Linked DNA regions of Sus scrofa: all the other regions are linked to region 1. The links are chromatin contacts, called in public Hi-C and promoter capture Hi-C maps. All regions are on one chromosome and are shown on one strand. The core of a region is the stretch at or near the end of the contact, and the rest is flanking DNA. Distances in the headings are between cores, read along the strand shown.

Region 1 (4,358 bases), core at 1,567-4,066:
GATTTCAGTGTATGCACCTGGAGACAGGAGTCGCGGTCCATTTCATAACAACATATAGCATAACATAACTTCTTTGCTACCACCCCAGAGGGCCTTAGGGCTGTGATCTAAACCTTATTGGAGAGAGCATGTTCATGGCTTTTACTCTATGCATGGAAGTCATGACAGTGGAACTTGCTAGAAATCTGTCTTCTAGAACTTTCTGGAAATTTACCCTCTTAGGTGCCGGAGAGGGAGATATTTGTTGGAAGGTATCTCAGTGGAGGAACTCTGTGACAAAATCACCTGGAGAGGGTGCCGGGAAGTTGCCAGCTGTTGGGGGCTGCTGGCCAGCAGGCACAGGAAGAGCTGGGTGCCGAGGAAGCTAGGTATGCTGTAAGAACCAGAGAAGCCACCCCTTCTGCAGGAGCAGCATTGCTCAAAAAGCCTGTCAGACACACCAGAACCAGGAAACGAAAACCTTTACCTCCTGTGACTTTTCTCCAGTGTCCCCTACTGGCAAAGCTGAATATGGGGCCACATGCAAAGGGCTTAGCTCCATTTTCACAGAACAGAGCAGAGAGCTTAGAGGCAGTGGTTGACAGGTACAGCCACAATTCCTCCTTTCAGGGAATTCTTTCCCCCTACCCTTTGCAGAAGTCTGCTGGTGCCTCAGCCAGAGTCTGGGGTTGGACCTGTGAGTCCTAAGAGGGGCATTTCTGTTATTCAAGAGATTATTCTTCAGTGGAGTTCTTTAGAAAGTCACAGCCTGGCCTGAGCTGTCCTGTGAACAGCTGGAGAAGCAATCACTGGTGGCACCCCTTGGGGATGAGGTGCCCAACAGAGTGAGGGTGAGATTAGGGAGCTCAGCAGGGTTAGCAGGAACAGCCTGTGACCAGCAGAGAAGGCTGGAGGCAAGGACCAGAGGGACCAGCCCAGGAGCATCCCTGAATCCAGCCCTTGGAAATCATCTGAACAATGGAGATGGGGATTTTTCTGGAGTGAAGAGGAAGACACAAGCTCTAAAGTTTGGAAAGGAGGCATAAAACAATGACATGGACCGAGGCTGGAGAAACACAGGAAATACAATTAGAATAGAATATCATTTGGATCTAAAGGGTTAGTACAATTATTATAGAGGGAAAAGTTCAAAATTGTTTCTTCCCTTTCATGTATCTATGATTTTAGTTGTTGGTACTGTGATAATTCAGCCTCGGAGCAATAAGAGAACTACACTACAGAACTGAAAAAAGAAAGTTTTCTTTATGACGCAGCATGATAATGTGAGAAAAAAGAATGTATACATGTATGTGTGACTGGGTCACCTTGCTGTACAGTAGAAAATTGACAGAACACTGTAAACCAGCTATAATGGAAAAAAATAAAAATCATTAAAGTAAAAAATAAAAAAAGAAAGTTTTCCTTAAAATCATCTTCCTATCTGAGCCAGCAACGAATTCCTGTGTGTGACACATGTAAACAAAATTGCTTCATATAATCTATGGTAGACCTTTCTTGTGGATGGAAAATACATTATTTTTCTAGGCAACCTGATCCTGGTTCTGCCACTAGCATGCCTGTAGTGTGGACAACCTCTCTGAGCCTCAGATTCTGTATCTATAATACCAGCAGAGGGATTAGTTGTGAAGGTGGCTCCCATATCTAACACCGTGTTTCATCTTATTTCACGAATAACCTGCAAAACTTGAATTCATAAATGCGATAAATCATAGGGTAACCTATTTGCCCTACTAATAGGCTTTTTATTCCATTTCTCAAATGATTCACCACTGAATTCCTTCAAAAAGAAAATTAACTCTGTGTCTACCATGACTTGGCTCGCCTTGACATTTCAGAAACATGGCTGTTAAAGAAAAGAGTAGCGCAGCCTGTCTTAGTCTGTTCTGGCTGCTATAACAAAAGACAGAAACTGAATAGCTTATAAACACCAGAAACGTATTCTTCACAGTTCTGGAGGCCAGAAGGCTAAGATCAGGGTGCCAGCATGGTTGGGTTCTAGTCAGAGCCCACGTTGGGGTAGCCGACTGCAATTTCTATGTCCTCACATGATAGAAAAGGCCAGGATGCTCAGCCTGGCCTCTTTTATCAAGGCACTAATCCCACTCACCAGGGCTCCACCTTCCTGATTTAAGCACCTCCCAAAGGCCCCCACCTCCTAATGCCATCATTTTGGAGATTTAGTTTCAACATAGGAATTTGGCAGGGAGGTAGGTGGCCCAAACAACCTATAGCACATCCATAGTGGAAATAGTGTAACTGCCTGTTTGAAATATTCAGGAATTCAGGATTCTGGCAGAAGGTAATAAATTATAATCACTCCCTTACACTTGCCTGCGGCCAGTCTTCCTTAAATCAAGGAAGCGTCCTTACCTGGTAAGATATTATGGACGATATTGAAGTCTCAGGCCCAGGGGACAGCAAACAAAAAGACGAGATGCGTTCTTGCCTAATGATGCACGACGAAGAAGGTTCGTTCCTTTCACTGAAGGCGTTGATAGTTCTTTCAAAGCAAACATCTCTGGTATGAATAAAACTGTCAGGTCTCCTTAGCTATTTACACTTCAGTGTAACTGCATGCATAAGCTGCTCCCCCGAGGAATCTTGGAGAGCAAGGCCTTGGAGGCCTCAGCTGGAGGTCCCAGGTTGAATAAAGACAAAAGTGGGAGCATGCATGGGTGTTGGGGGACCTGGGGATGCAAGGCTGGGGGTTAGGTGGCACGAGTGAAAGTACCATATTAGACTCTCTCCCGTTTTAGACTAACTCATGGCCAAGTACCCAGTGGCTGACACATGAGGGCGCTCAATAAATAGTCCATGAATGATTCTGGCGCTACGTCCCGGCCAGCAGGCTCTGTTAAGAGGTGTGGACGTGCTCTGCAGAAAACTGTTAGTTCCTGCCGCCCACGCGTGAGGAAGGCGCGTCAGCGAATGGAAGCAAGTTCTGAGCGGCAGGAGACCACGGCGGCTCCCTCGGCTGGCCCTAGGGAGACGGTAACTCAGGAAGATGCGGGCACCCAGTCCCCCGCATAGACGATCAGGGTCAGGATTTGGCTGAGGAGGAGCCGTTGGGCCTTTGGAACAGGTCCCAGGGCCGGTGCGGAGGCCGAAGTCGCGGTGTAGACCGGAGGCAGCGGGAGGGCAGGAAGGTGGACTCTGACCAGCGCCCCATTATCAAGCGCCGCGAAGTCGGCAGGGCGCACTCTTCAGTCCGCCCGACTGGGACGCTGCGTGCGCCGGGTCTGCGGAGCGCGCCCTTCAGGTCACTTGGAGCGCAGTGGACGCTGCAGAACTTTCTCCTGGAGATTGCGCGCGCAGCTCCGGGACCCCTGTGGATCTCTGCAAACTTTGCCCAGGACGCGTCCGGTGCGCGCGACCAGCTTTGCCTGCCGAGGGCGCCCTCCGCGACGACGCGCGCGACCGTGAGAGCGCGCCCTCCCCGACGGGGCGCGGCGGCGCGGTGGTCCCGCGCGCGGCCGACTCTGAGAAGCGCGGGGTCCCGAGTCGGAGGCGGGGCCCGCAGCCCCGCCCGCCGGGTCGGCGTCCTGCCCGGGGCGACTCCTCCCCTGGCCGCGTTGCGGCTTTACTTTCGCTTTCGTTGGAGCGGCCGCAGACCCTCGGGGCGGAGGGACTGAGACAGCACCAGTTCTGGACGCCGTGGGAACGGTAACTTCGGCCGCCGCGCTTCCGCCCTGCCCTCCTTTCGCCCGCGTTCTCCCTGGCCGTCCGGCTGCCCTCGCTCCTGCCACCCCGAGCGCCGTCGGTGGGATTCGATCCCCAGGGACTGGGCGGCCCCGACGGCTCCACTGAACTTGAGGGAGAGAGCTCTGCCCGCCCCCAACATCACTTGCTTGCTCAGCTTGTCCCTCCCTTCCCTCCTAGTCGCCGGGCTTGGGTCACCGGTGCTCTTCGGGATTTGGCAGAGAAGGGGGGATGGATTTGGAAGGGTGGGAAGGGCCTGGGCTGGCTAACAGTGAGAGCTCCCTTGTGGGGCAGCCGTGGGTTCAGTCCCCCCCTCCCCCCCACTCTGTTTCTCTGCTGTGAGGCCTTGGCCCTCTCTGTGCCCGTCTGTGTAATGGGGATAGTGGTGGGCCCGGGGTGGCGGCTGCTGCGAGGATGGAGTGAGGGGGTTGGGGCGCAGAGCAGTGCTGTCAGGGTGTGTAAGCTCCTGTCATCCCCTCATCACTGTGCCTGGTGCAGGGCGCTGGAAGATTCTTTGAGGAAGTGGAAGAAGGCAGGACTCTCAGGCTGCAGCTCTTCGCCGTTGTATTCACCTTTGGCTTTTGTGGGGCAGTAAAATTATTTGTGGGTGAGTCTAGTGAGTCATTCCCAAGCTTTCTCCCTTGAACTCCTGGGCTGGC
Region 2 (4,080 bases), core at 549-3,048, 440 kb after region 1:
CTCAGCTGGATCGCCTTATATCCCTGGGATTCTTCTGGGTGTGGCCCACGGCCATCCGTCAGTGCTGTGGATCCATCTGAAGCCAGCCTCACTTGCTCCGTGAGTGCAGGCTGGCCTGTTCCAGGGGCTAGCAGGTGGTCAATGGTGAGACTCCACTCCTTGAATGTCAGACCGGGTACCAGGGGACAATTGCCTTGGCTGTTAGAGCCTTGTACATCAGTACTTGGTCCTTCGCTGGCCTGCAGGTACCCAGCCCTCCTCCAAGGGGTCCTCTTTCTCGAAGTAGTGTCTGCAAGCTAAAGTGGGTCTTTACCATTTCAGGACCTCACTCCTTGCCTCTGGCCGGCCTTGAGGCTGCACCCTTGCACCTGCCCCTTCAACCCTCAGAGCCCTCATCAATCCAGTGGGTTGAGTCCTGTCTCCTGCAGGAAACTAGACTTTGAAAACAAAGACATCGAATGCTCCTCTTAGACAGGAGAAGCCCAGACATCCAGGACACAGAACCTGGCTCCTCTCTTGGGAGAAGAAGGAGAAAATACCTCTCATTCTTTCTGGATGAACTTACAGCTGAGAGAAAAATAGGCATCATTAATATTCAAGCTGGCTATTCCACCACGTTAAATGTTCAATATATAGCCTTGTACCACTAACACAAGGAGGGTGACGTGTGACTTGGTAATGGGAGGAAGTAGCACCAGACCATGAAATGCCTTTGACCCCCAAGAGGGAGCTGGAGAAGAACCAAAGGAGGAAGGGTCCTTTCCATAAATGGTCAGCCAGGAACCCTTGTTGAGAGCGTCCACAGGAATAGCCAGTAAAGGGTAGTTTGGGTCCTTTACTACCTGAGGGGATGCCAAGGTGACTGCTCTGCATAAAAATAAGTCTGGCTGTCCCTGCAGGAAAAAAGCCTTGCGGGGTATGTGAGCCGCTTCTTTCCTGATAGAGGTCTAGATTACACTGCCCCTGGAGGTTTCATACTTGTTCTTCTTTCAGATGTTCATGAGCTTGCTCTAACAGGCCAGGCAGTCGAAGAATCAGGAGTGCCTGCCAGGCCCAGGGCAGAGCAAGGAGACCCAGCCTAGAGGGCTCGGTTGCCAGGGGGGCTGACTCTCCTCTTGAACATCATGGACCATCAAGCTTAAGCTCTAGGTATCCCTCCAGATAGAACGATGCTAACCTGAGCCACAGCAGCTGGGGGTACAGCGGGGGTGGGGATGGTTCCAAAGCATGAGCTCCCTTCTTTTGGATCAGGTTGGGTTTCCCAAAAGAGGAAGTGGGGAGCATTTTCCTTAGAGATCTTTGGAGAGGAAGGGAGAACGTGAGGACCAGAGGACCCAAGTCAGGACATGAGCCCTGCCAAGACGGTGGCCACCACAGCCAGTTGATAGAGGACCCAGAAGTTCGTTCCACGTGAGACGTGGTCAGGGACAAGCTGTCGTCTCTTTGCCCAAAGTGAAGGCAGTGGAGCCTCACTTCGGACAGCCCCAGAATTGATGTCAGGGACTGTGTGATCATACAGCCTCCAAGTTTATTCTCCACTCTCTGGGATTCTAGACAGCATCTAATATGCTTGAATAAACGTGTTTTTTTCTGCTTTGATGGGCCAGGCTTGATCTCTGTTATTTGCCATGAAGACCTTGATAAGCACATGTTAACTCCTCTTAGCCCAGATTTGCCTAATAAATGTCACTAAGAGATGATTCCCATGAACTGGAAACAGTAAATTAAATGGATGGAATGGACTCTTTTAGCAAAAGGAACTGAAAAGGTGTTTTGGTTTCCTCCTTCCGTAACACATATGAAATAACCCCATCTCACGTTACTTCTGCAGCTCAGAGACTCGAAAACCACTAGGAAGCGCAGGAGGGCTTGTGAGTTAATTATAACACCCTTCGGTGGGTTGGCTCGTGGTTTTCCTCTTACAATGAAATGCGAAGAGTGGGGGAGGTGAGCTCTGCCGGGTGTTGCTGCTAATGTTTTTAACCAAGGATCTGAAGCTGTTTGATATTTTTGGCTTCATCAGCCCCCTTTCCAGTCCCGTTTTGGAAGTAAAGCAGAATTAAAGTCCAAAGGAGTTTCAGAACTACAAAATGGTCTGTTGGCCCAAAGTAAAAAGTTCCATTCCTGAGGTCCCTCTTCCCATGTTTTCAAGGTTGCTCTTTTCATGTAGCAAGTGGCCTGCCTGATGCTCTTTTGTTCCTTCCTCTTTAGGATTGCAGGCTGGTTTCTGCCTCAGTTTCGAATCTGTTTCATGGCTCTGGACTTCTCATTTCTCCTTGGCACTCCTCCTGTACCACGAGACTCCACACTCAGGACTGGGCATCAGAAAGAAATCAAAGCGTCCTCCCTTTGCTCTTGGATACCTGGGCAGAGTGTGGCTATAGTTCCCTTTGTGCCCACACCGTGTCATGCGACAGAGAAGGAGTTCCCACAGCGGAGATCAGAGCTTGGGTTTTATGCTCCTCATTCAGCTTTGAAGCTTCAAAATTTGAGAGCAGGAGATCAAGAGTGCATGATAGTGTTGTTTTCCCCTCTGTGGAACTGGGGGACTCTTGCTGGAGTTCCCGTCGTGGCTCAGTGGTTAACGAATCCCGCTAGGAACCATGAGGTTGCAGGTTCGATCCCTGGCCTCACTCAGTGGGCTAAGGATCCGGCGTTGCCTTGAGTTGTGGTGTAGGTTGCAGATGCGGCTCGGATCCCGCGTTGCTGTGGCTCTGGCGTAGGCTGACAGCTACAGCTCTGATTCAACCCCTAGCCTGGGAGCCTACCTATGCCCCAGGAGCAGCCCTAGAAAAGGCAAAAAGACAAAATAAAATAAAATAAAATAAAACAAAACAAATAAAATAAAAATACCAATGCTGCTCACTTTACTCAAGGACAGGTGCAAATTTTTCTGGCCTCTGTACACTCGTGTGTGTGTGTGTGTAACTTATTTTTCATAGAACCCAGGTTTACCTCACTGCATCAGATATTCAGCCTCTAAGAGTGACAGAATCTGAATTTCTTCATCCTGGGTCTAACCTATGTGGTTCCAGTTCTAAACCCAGGGTCACCTCCAAGTTCTTCTGAACCTTCAGATCCTGAGCAGCCTCCTGTGACTGAGGAGGGAAGAGTCAGGGGAAGGTGTTGAAGGCAAGAGAGATTTTCGGTGAAGCTCCCCATATAAGCTGTACAGGAAGACACATGAGGAGTCTTCTCTTGCTTAAGAAAACCTCCTACAGAATCCATCCCGCCAACTCGACATTTTGTGTCACCGGTAGATAATGGATCACATTGACCCAGCGCCCAGGAGAGTAGGTGTGCAATCGATGGTGAGGAATAAATAAATGAAAAAGTGATTTGCATGTAAGTTCAAATATATGAGAGAGCATGACATTAGCGGCACCTTTGCAAATTCATCTCTTCATGGCAAACGTGGCTTCCAAAGCTTGGGTGTGTACAGAGGATGTACCTTTCACATTGGCTCATAAGACACATTGTCCTGAGCTGCCTGTCCTACCCTCATAATAACTTGCTTTTTTTTTGGTAGCCTCTGACATGCGAAGTCTAAATGAAAGGAAGGAGGGGAAGTTTTCGTCCATTTTTCCCAGTGAGGAAAAGGAGACTCTGCTCTGGGCTGGAACTTTGTCCCCCTAAGTTCACATGTGGGAACCCTAACCCTTGGGACCTCGGGATGGGACTGTATCGGAGATGGGGTCATTAGAGATGTAATTAAGCTAAAATGAGGTCATGAGGCTGGCCCTACTCCAATGAGATTCACGTCCTTATAAGAAAAGGATATTAGGACACAGAAAGAGAACGCGTATGAGGACGCCCTGTGTGCCTGCTCAGAAAGATGACCGTGTAAAGACATAAGACATAAGAAGGTGACCTGATGAGCAAGCCAGGGAGAGAGACCTCAGGGGAAAAACAAACAAACAAACAAACAAACAAACAAAAAAAACCCTACCAACACCTTGATTTTGGCATCTAGCCTCTGAGGCTGGGAGGGAAAAAAAAAAAAAAAATCTGTTAAGCCACCCTGTCCGTGGTGTTTTGTCACAGCCGCCCTAACTGACTAGCAAAGGCTCAAAGCCATTA
Region 3 (4,239 bases), core at 1,081-3,580, 500 kb after region 1:
ACTGAATATACTATGCAAACATTATCAGCTATACTGTCATTGTATGATATCAAAGAACAACTTCTTAGTTTACAGGTGAAGGAACTAAAAGGTTAAAGAGTAGTTACTGTGCTACAACACTCCTTTCCTGTTAGCAATGATTAAGACTCTGAAATACCGAAGTTCCAGTTCTGGCACAGTGGAAACAATCCAACTAGGAACCATGTGGTTGCGGGTTCAATCCCTGGCCTTGCTCAGTGGGTTGAGGATCCGGTGTTGCTGTGAGCTGTGGTGTATGCTACATATGCGGCTTGGATCTGGCATTGCTGTGGCTGTGGTGTAGGCCAGCGACAACAGCTTCAATTAGACCCCTAGCCTGGGAACCTCCATATGCAGTGGGTGTGGCCCTCGAAAAAGACAGAAGACCAAAAAAAAAAAGACTCTGAAATACCAATGATACTCTATGGAATCTCCATTGCTTAAAGGAACCTCTGAGTTTATATGCAGGTGTTCTGAATTAGACAAGGTCTTAAAAAGAATAAAACCAACATAAACACATGCCAGGGACTTCTCTTCGTGGCTCAGTGGTAAAGAACTCAACTAGTATCCCTAAGGACACCGTACAATCCCTGGTCTTGCTCAGTAGGTTAAGGATCCAGCGTTGCCATGAGCTGTGGTATAGGTCACGAAGCAGCTCGCTGCATTGCTGTGGCTGTGGGGAGGCAGGCAGCTGTAGCTCAGATTGAACCCCTTTCCCTGGAACGTCCATATGCCCCAGGGCCACAAAAAGCAAAAAAAAAAAAACCATGGATTTCCAGGTAGAATCTTCAGTAATTATACAGTCTTGCCTATTACAATGAATAAGGAGTTTTAATTCTTTACACTTCAAGATTTGTGAGTCACTCTATACCATCACTGTGCTTAAAATAACAGGAAAAATGAAAAAAACTATGCCAATCATCACTGTTTTCTGCTTGTGGATAAAGTACTAGAAAATAGCTGTATAGAGAACAGTATACTTTATACAAAGACACTCTAGTTTTACTATCAGTATCTCCAGAACCTTAATCTTTCCCACAAGATCAACACTACAAATATGAAGGCGTAAGTAGTAGTTGGGAAAGCTACACCCACAACTAGCATATCTGAACACCTAACAGATTTTTTTTTTTTTTTTGAATGACTATCAGTACTTTTCTGGAACACTTCCACTGATTTACCGCACATTTTCCTTAGAAAAACTCTCAATCTATCATTTTGGAAGAAATAAGAAAAATGGGTGTCAAAGGTACATCACACACACACAGAAAACTGCCAACTGTCTGGGTCTGCATAGCATTACTAACTATATAATTCCTCTAAGTTAACAAGATTATCAAATCAAAAATAGTCTAAATGTTCCAACTCCAAATCCAGGCCTCTTCCCTCTGAACAAAATCAGGATATAAATATTAGCTGAAGTTTTTAAGTTGTCAAAAGTCAAGCAATACTTGTAACTGCACTGTTCCCCAAAGTTGCTACTAGGGGACGTGTAGAAGGGCTTTTACCATTTTACAAGTTTGACAAAGACCCTAATTTGAAATATGATCCTTACCAACCAAGTTTATCAAATGCCTTCATGTCCTTGATCGAAAGGCAACATAAACAGCAAGAACAATTTCTCTCCTATCCACAATCCCAAAGAATCGTATCTAAATCACAATAATGGAAGTATTTGGAAAAAGGGTAAAAAGTCGCCAACAGTAAACATAAAACAAGAACACAGTCAACTTGGAGACGAAAAGAGAATTACAAGATTGAGTCTAGGACCGAGCAGGTGGGGCTCAGCTGCAATAGGCACTGGGAGACCAGGAATCCGCCCAAATTCCGCCGCGCTCTAGGTGTAGCTCCAGAGCCCCGGCCCCCATGAGCCCCCGCGACCCCACGGCCGCCTCCTCCTTTGGCGGCCGGGGAGTAAGGGAGGGGGGCAGAGAGGAGGGGATTCCGAACTCCGTACCCCAGCCCTCGCTTCGCTCCCTCGAGAAATGAGGTGGGGAGCCGGCCCCAGAACCTGCAGGACCGCGGGAGAGGTGAGCGGTCGGCCGCACGCCACCGCGACTCCCCGGTCCGCCCCAAGCGCCCCCCGAGGCACTTACCCCACTTCTCCGAGCTTCAGGCCACACCCCTAACAAGACTGCTGGAGCTCCGGCTCTGGGACCAACTTCTCCATAGCGGGGTCCCGCAGACCAGGAAGTGGGGGGGGCGACAGGGGTGGGGACAGAGCCGAGACCACGTTACCTCTGCCGCGCCTTCCCCAAGCCCCCGCGGAGCTGACACATCAACAAAGATGGCGGCGACGCCGAAGCCGGCCTGGCTACTGCTGAGGGGGCGGGGCCTCCTGAAGAAGCCAATCAGCGCTGCGTGGGAGGTGTGACGCGACGCACCTTGGGGCCGGGGTAACCTGTCTGCAGTGGGCGGGGCCGGCAAAGCCGTCTCCCGCCCCCTGAGCGCCCAGCCCTGCCCTTAGACTTGCTGGATACCCCCGCCCTGGCTGACCCGGCGAGCTCTCCCTCCTGCCTCTGGCTACAGCTCTGCGTATCAAGCCCCGCCCCGGCCCAAAGGGGTTATCGCTTCCTGTAGGACGCGCCCTTGGAGATAATTCCTCTTCACCCTTTGGCCCTTACTCATTTTAGGGGCATAAATAATAAAAGAGAATTCAATATCCATGTAGAGCACTCAAGCAAGTTCTGAAACCGCTTCGTATCTGCTTTGTACTGTTGATGCCTTCCTGGTATCGTATGTACCCCCAAATTCTGCATAGACCATTTCGTGTAATGGTAAGTGTAAAACAAATGTTAAAGGAAGATTTTTATTAAGAATCAGAATGTTTATTCATCATGTTGTTACAATTTAACATTTATTTGTGGTTTTGTGATTTGGTTAATCTATAAAAATTGTAGGTAGAAAGGTTTATATTTCATCTTCTTTTGATGTTGTAAACGTGCTTTTTAAAGAATGGATTATTTGAATGTTTATGGCACCTGACTTGTTAAAAAAAAAACTACAAAAAAATTAGAATTGTTAAATTGTGTCCGTGTTAACAAAATAACAAACAAACAACAAAAAAAAGAGAGAATTCAAAATTGTGACTTCCCAGTTCTGATGCACCTGACATGGGCGGAATCAGCAGGAGCAGCCTCCCTGCCCACCTGACAACTAGTCTCTGGGAGAGGCTCCAGGGGTTTCCATAACACCGCGTTTGTATCCACCGCGTAGCACCGACTGCCATTGTTTAATAATAAACAGTTGATCAGTTCGTGTCCAGTACTGGACTGTGAGCTCCTTGACGGCACACAGCATGGGGTTTGACACGCAGCTGCTCAATAATTAGCAAAAATAATAATAATAACAATTGTATGGGGGGGAGTGTATTAAATACCCTTGCCTAATCGCAATCAGAGGTGAGCTGTTTCAGTCTGTGGAGGTTTTGCAAACCAACTCTGTCCAGTGAAGTGCTGTTCTTTGATTTAATACTTCTAAAGCTCAAGTCGAGTAAATATAGTTAATCTTAACAAGTCATCAATTCGAGTTGATAAAGCAAAACTTTTTCCTGTTCTGTTAAGCTTCTTTGATACTAACTAATGGCAAAAGCCACCCCCAAACAACCCCCCAAATAAAAATAAAAAACCCCATATTAAAAAAAGAAATCAATATTGTGTAACTCTGTTCCTCTTTTCAACAGGAAATGGCACCTTCCTTCTTAAAGGAAGATACTGACAAGATGGAGGATAACGTGAGGAAAAAGAATATGATATATACAACTGGGTCACTTTGCTGTACAGAAGAAATTGACAGAACATTGTAAATCAACTATAGTAGAAAAAATAAAAATATTTAAAAAACATGCAGTTAAAATGTGACAATAAAGAAATGATTTGACTTTAAAACAACAAATTGACCGCACAGTACTATTGAGATGTCATTTCCAGGGGAAACATTTAAAAAGAAACTCTAAGCTTTTTAATATGCATATTGTCGGTAATAACATTTATACTGTCATTTCTGAAATATATTAGTATAAAGCATATACATAATCTTTGGGAACCAAGATTTTCAGTATTAAAAAAAAGAAAATGTAAAGATTAAAAAATCAGGGAGTTCCCGTCATGACTCAGTGGTTAATAAATCCGACTAGGAACCATGAGGTTGCTGGTTCCATCCCTTTGCTCAGTGGGTTAAGGATCCAGCATTGCCGTGAGCTGTGGTGTAGGTCGCAGATGC

What was found. Promoter capture Hi-C pulls out the DNA fragments that hold promoters and counts their contacts. Hi-C and Micro-C count contacts between places; a contact is called where the count stands out from the background.
Region 2: a Hi-C map of retroperitoneal adipose tissue shows a contact between it and region 1, with 1.8 times the contacts expected there. The contact joins the enhancer-like site here to the promoter of CASP7 in region 1. A contact is called at or near these places in 4 of 5 promoter capture datasets (fetal liver, fetal skeletal muscle and liver), 8 of 47 Hi-C or Micro-C datasets (adipose tissue, blood, embryonic fibroblasts and 5 more) and 2 of 2 datasets of contacts at active chromatin or transcription factors (alveolar macrophages and skeletal muscle).
Region 3: a promoter capture Hi-C map of fetal liver shows a contact between it and region 1, with 4 times the contacts expected there. The contact joins the promoter of CCDC186 here to the promoter of CASP7 in region 1. A contact is called at or near these places in 3 of 5 promoter capture datasets (fetal liver, fetal skeletal muscle and liver) and 1 of 2 datasets of contacts at active chromatin or transcription factors (alveolar macrophages).

What each region holds. Positions count from the first base shown.
Region 1 is chr14:124,014,960-124,019,317 of Sscrofa11.1, forward strand. It overlaps CASP7 (caspase-7), which reads left to right and starts at 2,817. Exons shown (of 7, transcript XM_021073322.1): 1 at 2,817-3,663. It also overlaps a transcript of NRAP not described here.
Region 2 is chr14:124,452,508-124,456,587 of Sscrofa11.1, forward strand. No RefSeq gene overlaps it. Among named protein-coding and RNA genes, the nearest start is that of ADRB1, 54 kb to the left of the region's middle. Within about 2 kb of position 1,799, at least 13 of the 83 cell types and tissues checked have an H3K27ac peak or open chromatin away from gene starts, as enhancers often do. A contact at or near this core is called in liver and retroperitoneal adipose tissue, where this site is marked.
Region 3 is chr14:124,518,815-124,523,053 of Sscrofa11.1, forward strand. CCDC186 (coiled-coil domain-containing protein 186) reads right to left here and starts at 2,331. Exons shown (of 17, transcript XM_001927027.7): 1 at 2,115-2,331.